Regions from separate parts of the Zea mays genome. Here region 1 is linked to region 2. A link is a contact called in public Hi-C data. All regions are on one chromosome and are shown on one strand. The core of a region is the stretch at or near the end of the contact, and the rest is flanking DNA. Distances in the headings are between cores, read along the strand shown. Region 1 holds the start of LOC103650763. Region 2 holds the start of LOC100279939.

Evidence for each region. A called contact is a pair of places that touch in the nucleus more often than the background predicts.
Region 1: a Hi-C map of leaf shows a contact between it and region 2, with 2.5 times the contacts expected there. The contact joins the promoter of LOC103650763 here to the promoter of LOC100279939 in region 2. A contact is called at or near these places in 10 of 25 Hi-C or Micro-C datasets (bundle sheath, ear, leaf and 3 more).

The regions. Positions count from the first base shown.
Region 1 is chr3:153,731,806-153,734,526 of Zm-B73-REFERENCE-NAM-5.0, reverse strand. It overlaps LOC103650763, which reads right to left and starts at 1,291. Exons shown (of 17, transcript XM_008676336.4): 1 at 1,053-1,291; 2 at 840-904.
Region 2 is chr3:153,478,257-153,480,997 of Zm-B73-REFERENCE-NAM-5.0, reverse strand. LOC100279939 reads right to left here and starts at 1,399. Exons shown (of 6, transcript NM_001320481.1): 1 at 1,208-1,399; 2 at 806-1,066; 3 at 462-480; 4 at 1-246. The coding sequence starts at 1,320.

The DNA.
Region 1 (2,721 bases), core at 42-2,541, 250 kb before region 2:
AAGCTACAACATATGTTACTTTATGTCTTAAATAAACAAAGTCAAAAGTCCCTCTGCATATCCACCACGAAAGTTTGCAAACTGACAGCTAATTGCTAGTTCAGAGAGAACCAAACAAATAACTAACTTTATGCTACTAACAACTGGCCTGTTCTAGTGCTCAATCCAAATGTACCTCCGGTGGATCAACAAATCATGGTGAAACTAGGAAGACAGATATATGTTATTACTACAAGTACTGATCCAAATAAGTACTTATTATCATTCATGAATAGAAGCATGAATTCAAATTAGGAATAGAAAGACACATATCAAACTCAGGTGAGGAATGGTCAACACACTGGCATTTCTAATTTAGAAAATGGCTCAATAGAAGTATATACTACATGATCATTGTGTATTCAGAGTTACCCCTAGTAACACAAGAGAGGTAGGGATCATACAGGAAAAATGTGATAGAAACTGCTCCATTTCTGTTTAGTAGCATGAATTTTAGTAAAAGGGGTTCTTAGAATTTTCAGCCTACAATTGTGCCTAGTTTTTCACTAATTCTGCTAATTGACATCCACACTCAGCTACTATTACGTAATTTAGGGCTTCCTAATGTTATATGCAGCCCTGAAACCATTCTTATGTTGCATCTTGCTGGCTGCTAGATTTTTTCTCAGAGCAACCCCAAACCGGGGGTCGGATCTAATAGAAAGACATGGGTGTCCACATGTACACAATAACTTTCGAGAGAAGTTAAAAGTTACTAGGCATCGAATGGCCAAATAGCTTGAGGTAGTTTGGGAACTCGGTTTCGCACATCAGGTAGGGAAGAGAAGGGGTGAGAATACCTGCTGGGCGCTCTTCGCTGGCGAAGATATCGGCACCTGGTGTAGGGCGACGGCCAGGGGCAGATCTAGTAGAGGGACATGGGTGTACACATGTACACCCAATAATTTTCGCAAAAGTTAGAACTTACTAGGCATCGAATAGCCAAATAGCTTGAGGTAGTTTGCGAACTCGGTTTCGCACAGCAAACAGGGAAGAGAAAGGGGTGGGAATACCTGCTCGGCGATCTTTGCCGACGAAAAGATCGGCCTCGGCACCTGGTGTAGACGGCGGCGGTTGCGGGAGCCCGACTGGAACCCGATTTGGGAGGGGGAGGCGCGATCTAGTCTGAGACGCTGTCGGCGGTGCGAGCTAGGCGGCGCCGGTGGCCACGACGTACGGACCAGGGGATACGAGGAGGAGAACGGGAACGACGAACGCAACTGGTGAAGAACCGTGAACAGTTGGCCAAATATACTTGTTGGAATTTTTACATTTAGGGCATGTACAACCTATTAATAATTATCGGGTATCTTATAATTTCTTTATAGTTTTAAATAAAAAATACAATAAAAACTTGTCTCTACACGATTCTCTATGCATATTATCTTTCAATTATATTTATGATCCAATGGCTTAACATTGTATCTTACGGTCTCTTAGGTGCTGTTTAGTTCACCAAATGTAATGTAAATGTTAATGTTAACGATTCACGCTCGAATACCGGTGGTAATAAATTTGAATAAGGCGATATCCATTTGTAGTATGATATCGATTACGGTTGGACTTAAACAAACATGATTTAACTTTATGGGTTACCCATTATATTACCAATATGTGAACCAAACGGTTAATTGTCTCTTAGGGCCTGTTTAGGAGAGTTTCACTTTAAAAAATTTTGCTTTGGTTTTTCGGCTTCACCATAAAACAACTCTAATAAATTTGTTAAAGTGGGTTCAATGAGTGTTTGGTTTGCACATAGACTCCAACTTCTGTAATACAATCGATATGTGTGAGTTTTCTTTATTACCCTTGATGATTAGTGGATGTCACGAGAGATCGAAGCGAAGCGTTGTGTTGTTTAACCAGTGATGTGGTGGGTAATTTCAACTTTATAAAGAGGTATGAAAACAGTGTTTGTGAAGCACTATCTGAGGAACTTCATGAATTCCATGAAGGTGGCCTCTAGTTTCATTTTTTCTCAGAGCTAGAGCTCGTGAAGCTAGACCTGTTTAGTGACAGAAGCTAGAATGATCCAAAGTTTTTAAAGTAAAGCCCTCCCAAACAGACCCTTATATTTTAAAAACCGATCCAAGGTCTCAAGGTTGTACATATCCTAATGCTTCTTGTGTTCTCTATTAACTATTCTGACTCCGATCAATTTTCTTGTTCTCTTTTACTCTTTTCATTCATTCTATGTACATACAACTAGTGCACTACAATAAGGTGTAATTGGAAGCATGGTTTTTTATACCACACTATTTAGAGTGCAATGTCATAACCAAGTATTCAATACCACACACTATTTTGAGTGCAATGTCATAACCAAGTATTCAATACCACAGTTTTAGAATCCATAAGATTGTTTGAAGAGATAGTACTCCCTTCGTTTTTAAATATTTGTCGCCCGCTAGTTTGTTTTTAACTAAAATGCTACAAATATAAAAAAAGAGGGGGTATTTTTTACAATAAGTCTTATACAAAACAGAAGTCTCATATTGGACCATATCATAAATTATATTTAAATCACAATGAATTAAAAAGACCAAAACATCCTAACTACATCTAGCTGTCATGGTTTGATGCTCTAGAACCTGTTGTTATTCTTGAAATAAAAAAACAACCATATTTCATAGATGTAAAAGTGTAACATTCAAATTTAAAACATGTAAGAAAACATATTTT
Region 2 (2,741 bases), core at 150-2,649:
GACCAGGATGACGAGGACGAACACGCCCGCGACGTTCCACAAGGCTCCGAGCTGTCCGAACCAGGAGAGCCACTGGATGTGCAGGCTGTTGATGAGGCCGTGCACGACGAGGATGGCGGTGTAGATGGCAAGCACGACGTACTTGGAGGCGAGGTAGCCGCCGCCGTTGGCCCCACCGGTGCTCAGCAGGATGATCACCTGGATCAGCTGCGCCAGCGAGAAGTCCACGCTCGTGGTGCACGCCCACTGCGGGTGCACGTACGGCGATTTGATCAATCAGAGTCCTGATGAGATGACATGACACTAGTACGCTTATGACTGCACTGCAGCTGCATCTGCAGATGAAGGTTATTGATCCTCTTTTTGCAAAAAGAAAAAAGAAAAGAAAAGAAAAAGGAGGAAACAAAGAAAGAAGAAGATTCTTGGATCCTGTGAAGTTGGAGGGAGAATGTTGTGTATACCTGCCCCACGATGTTGAACCTGCAGAACAGTATAGAAGATAAACTTGATTAGACTACTGGAAACATGATTGGGAAGACGCGCCATGTCGTCATCCATGGCATCATGGTGAAAACAACAGAATTAAACAAGACGCTTTAGTTTCAAAAGATAGATATTTCTGAATCTGATAATCTGCTGCTGTTTTATTATTATTATTATTATTATTGAAACGAATCGAATCTTACGGTCTGTTGTTATCTGGCGCGAGATTGCGGAGGGAGCTAAAGTTGTAGTAGTCTATAGTACTATTTGATTACTATAAAAAATATATATGTTTGCGAAGAGGAGGAAGAAGGTACCATACCATCCGGTGACCCAGGAGGCAAGTGGAGCCCATTCGTTGCCGGCGAGCTTGGCGCTCCAGTAGTAGAGGCCGCCGGAGGTCGGGTAGGCGGAGCAGATCTCCGCCATGGACAGCGCCACGCAGCCGTTGAAGGTCGCCACGACGAGCCAGCCCAGCGTCATGGACGCCGGCCCGCCGTAGCGCAGCCCGGTGTTGTAGGTCGTCGTCACGCCCGTCAGCACGGAGATGATGGCGAAGGAGAAGGCGAAGTTGGAAACAACGCTAGAAATATACACATATATATAGGTAGAGGGTAGGAGCTCGATCAGCAGAGGCAGCTAGCGGCGGCGCGGCAAAGAAATAACGAACGAACGAACGAGCTGAGACTGGAGGAGGAGCGTTGCACCGGCAGCGCGCACGTACGAGAGGCCGCGCTTGAGCTCCTGCTTGTACCCCAGCTGCTGCAGCCGCGCCCGGTCTGCGTCGGCGGCGGCCGGGGCGGCGACGGGAAGCTCGCCGCCGCCGACGGTGCCCATCTCTCTGATCCGGCCGGGGCGTGCGCGCTACAGTCCGACAGGATGAATGTGAATGAGGAGACGTAGGATGTGTTTGGTTGTCTGGCCCAGCCTGAGCCTGGTCCAGTAAGAGGACCAGGCTCAGAAGAGCCCGGATGTACCGAGCCAACAAAGACTGTTTGGTTGCCTGGTCCAAATAAACCAGGCTCATATTATACATTGTTTGGTTCCCTTTTTTTTAGCTTGGCTCAATTAGGTGGGTTGTCGACAGTTTTCTTCTGTACAATGAAGCTCCCGCCAAATTTTAAAATTTTAAACGCTACTACACAAATTACAATAGATTTGAACTAAAAATATAATCACAGATTACACACAGAAATTATCACAGATTGCACAAATTACAATAGATTTGAACTAAAAATATAATCACAGATTACACACAGAAATTATCACAGATTGCACAGATTACAACAGAAATTATCACAGATTGCACAGATTACAACAGAAATTATCACAGATTGCACAGATTACAACAGAAATTATCACAGATTGCACAGATTACACAGATTTGAACTAAAATTACAACAGAAATTATCACAGATTGCACAGATTACACACAGAACACTTGGTCCTTCAAGATGAACAGAACACCTCCTGAAACTGGGAGAGCACAACTGAACCACCACACACTTTGCACAGAACAAACAGGAACACCACACACTTTGCACAGAATAAACTGGGAGAGCACAACTGAACAGTCAGAATCCACTTTGCACAACTGAACAGTAAGAACAAACAGGAACTGAACATAAGAACAGGAACCAACACACTTTGCACAGAAATAAGAACCAAGCTCAGGACTTTCAAGATGAACTGAACACTTGGTCCTTCAAGATGAACAGAAGAAGCACTTTGCACAGAAACTAGGTTCACTTTGCACAGAAGCACTTTGAACAGAAGAACCAAGCTCCATAAACATCACTATACCAGAAATTATACCAGAAACTGACTGTGTCCCCTTGATCAACAGTCAGTGTTCAATATAAACAGTCAGTGTAAACACCATAAACAGTCACTGGTTATCATCACTGGTTGGACATAAACAGGGAAGTCAACAACTCCATAAACAGTCAGTGTATAGTTTTCCGCAGAAATTATTATATAGATCACATAAATTGCCTCAGAAATTATTATCAATTACAATCACTTGATCAACCCATGAGAGTAAATACAATAAATTGCCTCAGATTTGTATGAATAAACACCTCATTTGACCATACATGGGAAAACATAGGGCAGATGGAGAAATCAGATTAAAGGATAGAGTATGTTTGGTTGCCTGACCCAAAATAAAACCAAGAGCAAGGAAAACAAAGCAGTAAGTCAAACTCCCATGAATGGTCATCAGTCAAACATATTTCATCATAGGCAAAATTCACAAA